Regions from separate parts of the Xenopus tropicalis genome. Here region 2 is linked to region 1. A link is a contact called in public Hi-C data. All regions are on one chromosome and are shown on one strand. The core of a region is the stretch at or near the end of the contact, and the rest is flanking DNA. Distances in the headings are between cores, read along the strand shown.

Evidence for each region. Hi-C and Micro-C count contacts between places; a contact is called where the count stands out from the background.
Region 2: a Hi-C map of neurula embryo shows a contact between it and region 1, with 2.6 times the contacts expected there. The contact joins the promoter of LOC100485975 here to the promoter of slc25a20 in region 1. A contact is called at or near these places in 2 of 5 Hi-C or Micro-C datasets (brain and neurula embryo).

The regions. Positions count from the first base shown.
Region 1 is chr4:136,549,951-136,555,320 of UCB_Xtro_10.0, forward strand. slc25a20 (solute carrier family 25 (carnitine/acylcarnitine translocase), member 20) reads right to left here and starts at 3,219. Exons shown (of 9, transcript NM_203768.1): 1 at 3,075-3,219. The coding sequence starts at 3,179.
Region 2 is chr4:136,681,480-136,686,849 of UCB_Xtro_10.0, forward strand. It overlaps LOC100485975, which reads left to right and starts at 2,881. Exons shown (of 4, transcript XM_002933056.5): 1 at 2,881-3,143; 2 at 4,443-4,599. The coding sequence starts at 4,573. It overlaps wdr6 (WD repeat-containing protein 6), which reads left to right. Exons shown (of 7, transcript XM_002933076.5): 7 at 2,205-2,789. The coding sequence ends at 2,683.

The sequences.
Region 1 (5,370 bases), core at 1,969-4,468:
CTCCCTATCCTGGCAGGGGGTTCACCTGTCACCCTTCTCCCTTATCCTGGCAGGGGGTTCACCTGTCACCCTTCTCCCTATCCTGGCAGGGGGGTCACCTGTCACCCTTCTCCCTATTCTTGCAGGGGGCTCTCCTGTCACCCTTCTCCCTATTCTTGCAGGGGGTTCACCTGTCACCCTTCTCGCTATCCTGGCAGGGGGCTCTCCTGTCACCCTTCTCCCTATCCTGGCAGGGGGCTCTCCTGTCACCCTTCTCCCTATCCTGGCAGGGGGCTCTCCTGTCACCCTTCTCCTTATCCTGGCAGGGGGCTCTCCTGTCACCCTTCTCCCTATCCTGGCAGGGGGGTCACCTGTCACCCTTCTCCCTATCCTGGCAGGGGGCTCTCCTGTCACCCTTCTCCCTATCCTGGCAGGGGGCTCTCCTGTCACCCTTCTCCCTATCCTGGCAGGGGGGTCACCTGTCACCCTTCTCCCTATCCTGGCAGGGGGCTCTCCTGTCGCCCTTCTCCCTATCCTGGCAGGGGGCTCTCCTGTCGCCCTTCTCCCTATCCTGGCAGGGGGCTCTCCTGTCGCCCTTCTCCCTATCCTGGCAGGGGGCTCTCCTGTCGCCCTTCTCCCTATCCTGGCAGGGGGGTCACCTGTCACCCTTCTCCCTATCCTGGCAGGGGGCTCTCCTGTCACCCTTCTCCCTATCCTGGCAGGGGGCTCTCCTGTCACCCTTCTCCCTATCCTGGCAGGGGGCTCTCCTGTCACCCTTCTCCCTATCCTGGCAGGGGGGTCACCTGTCACCCTTCTCCCTATCCTGGCAGGGGGCTCTCCTGTCAACCTTCTCCCTATCCTGGCAGGGGGTTCACCGGTCACCCTTCTCCCTATCCTGGCAGGGGGCTCTCCTGTCACCCTTCTCCCTATCCTGGCAGGGGGCTCTCCTGTCACCCTTCTCCCTATCCTGGCAGGGGGTTCACCGGTCACCCTTCTCCCTATCCTGGCAGGGGGCTCTCCTGTCGCCCTTCTCCCTATCCTGGCAGGGGGCTCTCCTGTCGCCCTTCTCCCTATCCTGGCAGGGGGCTCTCCTGTCGCCCTTCTCCCTATCCTGGCAGGGGGCTCTCCTGTCACCCTTCTCCCTATCCTGGCAGGGGGCTCTCCTGTCACCCTTCTCCCTATCCTGGCAGGGGGGTCACCTGTCACCCTTCTCCCTATCCTGGCAGGGGGCTCTCCTGTCAACCTTCTCCCTATCCTGGCAGGGGGTTCACCGGTCACCCTTCTCCCTATCCTGGCAGGGGGCTCTCCTGTCACCCTTCTCCCTATCCTGGCAGGGGGCTCTCCTGTCACCCTTCTCCCTATCCTGGCAGGGGGTTCACCGGTCACCCTTCTCCCTATCCTGGCAGGGGGCTCTCCTGTCGCCCTTCTCCCTATCCTGGCAGGGGGCTCTCCTGTCGCCCTTCTCCCTATCCTGGCAGGGGGCTCTCCTGTCGCCCTTCTCCCTATCCTGGCAGGGGGCTCTCCTGTCGCCCTTCTCCCTATCCTGGCAGGGGGCTCTCCTGTCGCCCTTCTCCCTATCCTGGCAGGGGGGTCACCTGTCGCCCTTCTCCCTATCCTGGCAGGGGGCTCTCCTGTCGCCCTTCTCCCTATCCTAGCAGGGGGCTCTCCTGTCGCCCTTCTCCCTATCCTGGCAGGGGGGTCACCTGTCGCCCTTCTCCCTATCCTGGCAGGGGGCTCTCCTGTCAGCCTTCTCCCTATCCTGGCAGGGGGGTCACCTGTCGCCCTTCTCCCTATCCTGGCAGGGGGCTCTCCTGTCAGCCTTCTCCCTATCCTGGCAGGGGGGTCACCTGTCGCCCTTCTCCCTATCCTGGCAGGGGGCTCTCCTGTCACCCTTCTCCCTATCCTGGCAGGGGGCTCTCCTGTCACCCTTCTCCCTATCCTGGCAGGGGGCTCTCCTGTCAGCCTTCTCCCTATCCTGGCAGGGGGGTCACCTGTCGCCCTTCTCCCTATCCTGGCAGGGGGCTCTCCTGTCGCCCTTCTCCCTATCCTGGCAGGGGGCTCTCCTGTCACCCTTCTCCCTATCCTGGCAGGGGGCTCTCCTGTCACCCTTCTCCCTATCCTGGCAGGGGGCTCTCCTGTCGCCCTTCTCCCTATCCTGGCAGGGGGCTCTCCTGTCGCCCTTCTCCCTATCCTGGCAGGGGGCTCTCCTGTCACCCTTCTCCCTATCCTGGCAGGGGGCTCTCCTGTCGCCCTTCTCCCTATCCTGGCAGGGGGCTCTCCTGTCGCCCTTCTCCCTATCCTGGCAGGGGGGTCACCTGTCGCCCTTCTCCCTATCCTGGCAGGGGGCTCTCCTGTCGCCCTTCTCCCTATCCTGGCAGGGGGCTCTCCTGTCGCCCTTCTCCCTATCCTGGCAGGGGGGTCACCTGTCGCCCTTCTCCCTATCCTGGCAGGGGGCTCTCCTGTCGCCCTTCTCCCTATCCTGGCAGGGGGCTCTCCTGTCGCCCTTCTCCCTATCCTGGCAGGGGGCTCTCCTGTCGCCCTTCTCCCTATCCTGGCAGGGGGCTCTCCTGTCACCCTTCTCCCTATCCTGGCAGGGGGCTCTCCTGTCGCCCTTCTCCCTATCCTGGCAGGGGGCTCTCCTGTCGCCCTTCTCCCTATCCTGGCAGGGGGCTCTCCTGTCGCCCTTCTCCCTATCCTGGCAGGGGGCTCTCCTGTCGCCCTTCTCCCTATCCTGGCAGGGGGCTCTCCTGTCGCCCTTCTCCCTATCCTGGCAGGGGGCTCTCCTGTCGCCCTTCTCCCTATCCTGGCAGGGGGCTCTCCTGTCACCCTTCTCCCTATCCTGGCAGGGGGCTCTCCTGTATTTCTTCCCATTCCCTGAGCAGCCCTTGCCACTTTTATCACTATATCAGGCTGATATTCTTCCCTATTGGCTTACGGACGCAGGGACATGGGTTACTAAACTACAACTCCCAGAACCCTCTAACATTAAGGTTTCAAAATCTCTGCTTCCGGCTACCGGCAGGTGCTGGGAGTTGCAGATAACAGCAGGAGGGTCCCCTGACAGATATTCCGAGTGACCCACCTCCGCTCCTCACCTTAATAGTGTCCAGCGGGTGCCCGGCAAACACCAGGCAGATCCCTCCGAACCCGCCGGCAAAGAAGTTCTTCATGGGACTAATAGGCTGCGGTTGCTTGGCCATCCTGAGTGCGGTGAGGGGGAAGGCCGGTATCCGCTGAGTGAAAGGCACCTCTCCGGTACGGGGCAAATACTACTACCCCGACCTTTGCCCTACTTCACCCTCCAACCCTGAGACGACCAATAGCAGCAAGAAACGAAGGAAGCTGATACTAGCCAATCATCGTGCCTCATTCGGCTAAACCACGCCCTCTTCTTTAAATTGACACAAATAACTCGCCTATCGCCGCTCACTAGAGCACAAGCCCCGCCTCAGCCCTGTATAGTGGCAATGCGGAAGCCTGAGGCGCCATGTGTGTAACTGGCAAGAGAGTTCATTCATTTGTGTTTACCCTAAATTATTGTATTTTATACACACACACGGTTATCCTGACTAATACTGAGCGTACGTAGGTGCTGAGCGGCCTCCCAAAGGAATCTCTGGCTACTTCTGTGTGAAACATTTAACTGTTTTTGTTTCTGTTGTGTGTGTGGAACCTGGCGCTCACATGATCATTTCTTAACCCATGTATCGAGCTTCCGCCCTCACAGTTTGAAGAAAATTTACTTTTCAGCTTATTTTCCAGTATTAACACCCCATGATTCATTAATAAACGTGATGCAATACCAATTACATTTACACATAACTTGAAAGCCAGAATACTTTCTATCTTCCCCTCCTGTATCGATTATTGATTATATGTTACTCTGTATGTCCAATGTATGAAACCCACTTATTGTACAGCGCTGCGGGATATGTTGGCACTTTATAAATAAATGTTAATAATAATAATATCGTTAGGCAGCATTTTATTTTTGGGCTTCCATCCCCTTTCCTTGCCCACTGGGACGTGCATATACACAATACAGAGCTTTCCTGGGTTGGACTGGGATGGCAGGGCACCAGGAAAATACCCAGTTGGCAGGGTCGGACTGGGCCGCTGGGACACCGGGAAAATACCCAGTGGGCCCCAGCCCTGGGGGGCCCCAATGGCCCAGACCTGACCCTATTGCTGCTTTCTCTGACCTCCGATGTCCTCCCCTGAGGACAGGGGCCCCTGGGGGGGGGAGGTTTTAGGGGTGCGTGGCGGGGCCCCTGTGGGGGGAGTTTAGGGGTGCGCGACAGGGGCCCCTGGGGGGGGTTCAGGGGTGCACGATGGGGGCCCCTGTGGGGGGGTTTAGGGGTGCGCAGCGGGGGCCCCCGTACGCACGAGCGCAACCTTATAAAAGGGCCTGTTGCCGCCATACAAGGAGCAGAATAAGAAGCAGGAGCCACAAGAAGAGACGGGGCCGGAGCGCTCGGCTGCAGCCAGCACATCCCGCTGGCCTGGATAGTTTAATGAATGTTCTGCATTTCCATAATGCGTGTCCAGTTGGCACCGGACACCCCAGTCCTACACTGGAGCTGTCTGTCATGAAGAAGATAATGATCCAGTCCTGTTTTTTTTAGGCCTGAATTGCTATCTAATAACATGAAATACGGTCTCAAAAAGGTCTGGAATGGAGCTGATGTATCAAGCGCAGCCCTATATACTGCACATCATGCTTTTCGTATCCAGCGGTTTCCATTGTGTTGCAGATTGGCTCTTGGGCAATTTCTAGATGGAATATATTTTATAGAGAGGAGGAAGAGGAGAGGTGAAACTTGGGACAGAAATGGACCTTTAGGCAAGGTAAAAATGGGGCATAAAAGATCATGGGTACTGGGAGGAGATATGGTGTTTTGCTTATAGCCATAATTAGATAAATATACTATATAGTTATTGTTTCATATAGCATGGTGACTTGGTAAATCATAATTTTATGAATCTTAATTCCCAATTATACTGTCATCCTAACCTACAGTTCTGCCCAAACCCTCTATCCCCCTAGCCTACAGTTCTGCCCAAACCCTCTATCCCCCTAGCCTACAGTTCTGCCCAAACCCTCTATCCGCCTAACCTACAGTTCTGCCCAAACCCTCTATCCCCCTAGCCTACAGTTCTGCCAAACCCTCTATCCCCCTAGCCTACAGTTCTGCTAAACCCTCTAGCCCCTTATCCTACAGTTCTGCCCAAACCCACTATCCCCCTAGCCTACAGTTCTGCCAAACCCTCTATCCCCCTAGCCTACAGCTCTGCCAAACCCTCTAGCCCCTTATCCTACAGTTCTGCCCAAACCCACTATCCCCCTAGCCTACAGTTCTGCCCAAACCCTCTATCCCCCTAGCCTACAGT
Region 2 (5,370 bases), core at 1,631-4,130, 130 kb after region 1:
CTGAACCCAAGTCTGTGTTAAAAGTGGTGTGTCAACTGGGTCACTGCATTGATCTGATACATATAAACAGACCTACGTGTGTGCTCTAATTCATTTCCCTGTCCTAGTTGCCATCTACTTCCTGCCTGGTGTCACTGGGCAAAACTAAATAAGTTACCGTCCCTCTTCCTTGATATTTTCAACGGAGGTTGAGCCATTTTATTCAGGTGGAGAGGTGCTAATTAAATAGTTAATTTGTACAGTGAGATGAGTCCACCTATAAGTGTGCTCATTACAGATTTATTAAGTGCTGAGTGAGTTTCCCCAGGCTGGTACAATGGGGAGAATCTGATACATAGCCCTTGTACGGTTGGAAGGATACGCTTTTATGGCATTTCATCAACAATACAAATAAACTGTCAACCTGCTGTCTATCATCCAGGTTAGGAACTGATTAGTGTTCTTAATAATTTAAATACTGTTATATAAAACTGTTCATTATAGAGATATAAGACACTTCCACACTTCATAAAATAAGATTACACGTGCCATGTCCATCTAGGGGAATAGTGCTCGATATTTGATAAGTCTGCAACAATACTTCTCAACTAAAGGTGGCCATACCTTTTAAGATCTGCTCATTTGGTGAGGCTGCCAAACAAGCGGATATTTCTTCCAAAGTGTCCACCTCAAGGTTTTTGATATCGGGCTATTTTAATCATATGGCCCCATTGACACCCAGCCAGATATCAGTCAAAGAGGCCCAACGGAGTCACCAAACACAGGCAGAATCAGTTGCCGAAGCAGTCTGAAGGTCTCGAATCAGCAGCTTAAATCAGCCCATGTATGGCCACCTTAAGATAATAGGAGTCAAGTGTAAGTAATTTACTATCCACAATCCAGTGGGCAGAGAGAAGTGCCTTACCGCTCCTACCTTGCATCTCCGAATGATGCACAAGCTAAGGGTGGGAGGGAAGGATGCCTTCATACCTCCCCCATCTGCCCCTTTTGACTCTAACATGGTATAATGCCTGCCCCACTAAATTCAAAGAGCAGTTTGCAGGTGTCTGCAGTTTGAAACCAAGTATTTGCCTTCAATCACTACTCCAGCGGATACAAGTGCTTTATGCTCAAATCCAGTGCGTTCTGGTGGGGAGGGAACAGAGCAGCACGGCTGCCAGTAAGAGAAGAGCAGGGGTTCTATTTATCTATTTATGTCTCAACAGTGGTGCCAAATTTGTACTAATTTATAAATAAAATATAATTTCAACTACACTATCAGTGATGTAAAAGGCATAAAAAAGTATTTTTGCCCTATTTAAGTGTATATTTACATTTGCAGTATCTTCCATCTCCTTAAAGAACCCCACTTCCCAAACTGCACCACACATTTCCCCATACTGCCTGTTTGCCCATACTACAACAGGTTGGTGGCTTGATGTCTATTCCCCAGGCCTCTGAGCATCCACAGCTAAAGTCAGGACCAGATTGGATTTGTATGCTCTGGGGTTCTATTAGTGACAAAACAGTTGGCTCAATGTGGAAGCCACCAACCCAGCTACACTTGCCTGCCTTTTATTTAAAGGTACAGGCAAATGGGGCAGGATGAAGGAGTGCGGGGAGTGTGATTTGGAAGTGGGGTCCCTGTTGGGGAGATGTAGAATATAAATATATGTATATATAGCAGTGAAATTAAGACTATCTACCCCAGACTGATGCTAAGTTGCATGGTGTAAAGGTCTGAATGGCTGATAATGAGAAAAGGCTTAAGGTGCCCATAGACAGATTCACTCATATGGCGAGGTCGCCAAACAAGCAGCTCTATCCCCAATATGCCCACTTTGAAGTTTTGGATTTATTGATCAGATCGCATTAATGGGATACAGGCCTTTGGGATAAGGATTGCATCAACGTGCCAATGCACTCCTCACCCTGACAGGATTTTTAAATCTGCCCAAACATTATCTGGCTGACTCAGACCATCAGCTTGTATCGCCCTGTGTATGGCCCCCATTAGAGAAGAGAAGGGAGGGAGCAGATTTGATGGAGAAACCATAATATACCGAGGCCCCCTTAGAGCTCAGAAGGGAGGCATTATATGAGGGCCCAACCTGAATTGGATGGTGCAAGAATAGAAGGGCACATTAGGAATCATTTTATTGCATATTAGATTATAGAGAGTATTGAATGGCCTCCTAAATATCCTTTCATTTTCTATTTGTCAGACCTGGAAGACCCTTGCTTTACAGTTTCTGCTCATCAGTGTGGGATTAACAGCCTCCACATTCAGGAGACCAAGGATGGACATTATCTGGTGGCCAGTGGAGGAGATGACAACTCCATTCATATCTGCCAATTGACTGTGAACAACACAACCTGTGAAACAGATAACAGAACCAGCATTCAGCTTCTCAAAGTATTTACTGTCCCCTCTGCTCATGCCGCCCATGTCACCGGGCTTCGTTTTCTTAGAGAAGATTTACTGGCCTCTGTCTCTGTAGATCAGCGGCTGTCTCTGTGGCACCTTAGGAAGGATGGAGGTCTGCATCCCAGAGGCACCAAGTTCTGCCACGTGGCAGATGTGTCCGAATTAGATTGCTGGGAAAATGTTGCAACGGGAGGACATTACGGTGTCCTTTGCGGTCAAGGACTGGAAATTATGTGTATACCAAGCAAAGTCCCAGAATTGGACCAGGAAGGGTGAAAATTCAGAAACCCATGGGATCAGAAAAAAAGAACACAGCTGTTAATTTATATTTTTTTTAAATTTTCATACGCAAAAAAATTAAAATAAATCAATTTCTATGGTTTATATGATGTCTCTTTCCTCTTTCTGAGCTGACCTTTCACTTGCCTGTGTGTCCTGTTGCACATACAACTGTAACAGATACCTGGGAGTTTATTTGCCGCCTTCTGATCTCTTTACAGCTTTTATAATGAATACAAATGGGCCGCGCCATCCTATTCCTGAATTATTAACTATTTTTCACCCTTGACGGGTTGACATACTCCTACCTGTATGAATATTTAATTTCAATTTCTTTCTGGATTCTAGGCATGCCACTGGGAGAGTCTGGCACGTGGTCAAACAGCGTGAATAGTGAACATGCTCTTACCTTGATCATTTGGGATCTTGGGAGCATGGAGAGAGCACGGAACAGAAGGTATGCTTGCTTCCTTCAAGGAAGGACGTTTAGAGTACAGGACAGTCCATCGTGCATCATGTGCGGGTTACCCAAAGGAAAGGGTGAAGGAAGAGCAGAACTGACATACAGGGGGCTGCTGTCTGTGTTCTTACCATGCCATGACAGTGTTGCCAATTGGAGAGCTTTTTTAAATAGAACTCAGCCAGACCAGCTCCCCTCCTTGAGCTATGTATGGATTGGGCCAGTTATATAAGCACCTCCTCAGCAGGCCACTGTCAAGGCAAGGTAAGAACTGGAGCTCCTTGTGCAGGAGACTAGAGTAGTTATTGAGGCAAACAGTCTGGCTTTATTATTGGCTGTTTATTATGGATTTCTGCTGCATCAAGAGATTCAGTGCAATTTTTTTAATGGGCAGCATTGCCCACTGATGTGTATCGTACAGTCAGGGAGACTGTGCTTAGAAGCAACAGAAAGGGCAGGGATAATACATGAGGTATCTTGCAAATAGTCTATGGTTATGTTGTACATGTATCATATGAGCCCTGCAGCTAAAGGGCATGTTGCTCCAGTGTTTGAGCGCAAGATACATAAACAGTTATCTTAAAGGGGTGGTTCACCTTTAAGTTAACTCTAAGTTTTATATTATAGCAAGGCCAGTTCTAAGCAACTTTTAAATTGGTCATCGTTATTTATTTTAAATAGTTTATGAATTATTTGCCTTCTTCTTCTAACTTTTTGCAGCTTTTTTAAATGGGGGTCACTGACCCCAAAAATACAATTGCTCTGTGAGGCTACAATTTTATTGTTATTGTTATATTTTACTACTTATTTTTCTATTCAGGCCCTCTTCTATTTATATACCAGTCTCTCATTCAAACCGCTCCCTGGTTGCTAGGGTAATAAGTGCAAAAAAAAAAAATGGGGGTTTGCACCCTGCCCTGCAACTTCTATGCATATTGTCTGCAGTGTGAAACTCCATGGGGTCTCTCCCATGTAAATAAGTTCTGTGCATAACTGAAGTTATGGCTTCATACATTACCTTGCTTAAGATAATGTCAAATAACCCGTATGTATTAATAGTATGGGTTTTTCCTTTCATTCGTGTGGTTTGGTGTAACTGTATGGGTAGACTGACTGCCTGCATCGGGCTGTGAGAAATATGATCTGGTGCCATGTATATATTTATATAAGTTTGAATTCAAGTCATACATTGCTGGAAGTCATGATCCCTAATTGTATTACCTTGGAAATTAAGGCATTTCTCTTTTCTTGTAGGTCTCATCTGTAAGCATTTTATTTTCTTATTCTTGTGTCCAGATTGTGCCTTTAAAGGTTATAAACACACAGAGTGGCCGCCTCCATCCTAAAATTATTCAGCTGTGGATTTGCCTGTAGAAGGGCCCCTGGTGTTACCACTATTTCAAAATACCATCAGCACCTAAGCCAGATGAGAGATGGTGATCAAGTGAGCATGGTAAGTCTGCCCCCTAGAGGAAATCATGGATGGGACAGCTATAGATTTCTACGCAGAAATCAATTCTAAAGGTGCCTGCTGTATTGGGTTTCAATTTAAATATTACAGCTCACATAAAGATCTGGAATGTTAACCCACTGCGCCAGGTTTGGCAGCGTTAAGGTCACTGAGACTGGCTCATAAAACAATAAGCAGGGGTGGGACTATGTATATGTGTGTATAAACATAAATATCCAAAATTTCGACAGGACCTTTCTCAAGGATAAAACAACAATGTTCAAACCAACCTCAAATACACTCACAAGACAAACAAAGTGGAAATGTGTCCAATGCCCATCAATAGACCATTATGCAATTATCCAATCATAGCGTGAATGTGCAATTTCAAATGGGCCAATCTCTGACCATCATAAGTGCATATATATCATAAATTATTAAAAAATTATTACATATATACTAAAACATGTACTAAATTTGGCTGTGCACCCTGCAAGATAAAAAAACTTTTTGCATTGGAGTGCAGATACTGAAATCAGAAATGAATGCCGCACTCACAGGACTTAGTGAAAAAAGTAAAAGGTTTTTTTTATTCCAAACGTTCATCTAACGTTTCGGTTGTCTCCACAGCCTTTTTCAAGGAGGAAGGAGTGGGTTTGTTGTGCCATGTGTGATGGACCCCTGTATATCTGAAAATATGAGCTCAGTTTTAATCAATAATGTGGTTTTATATATCTCTTACCTTTTTGCGCAGGTTACAGTACTCATTTTGTT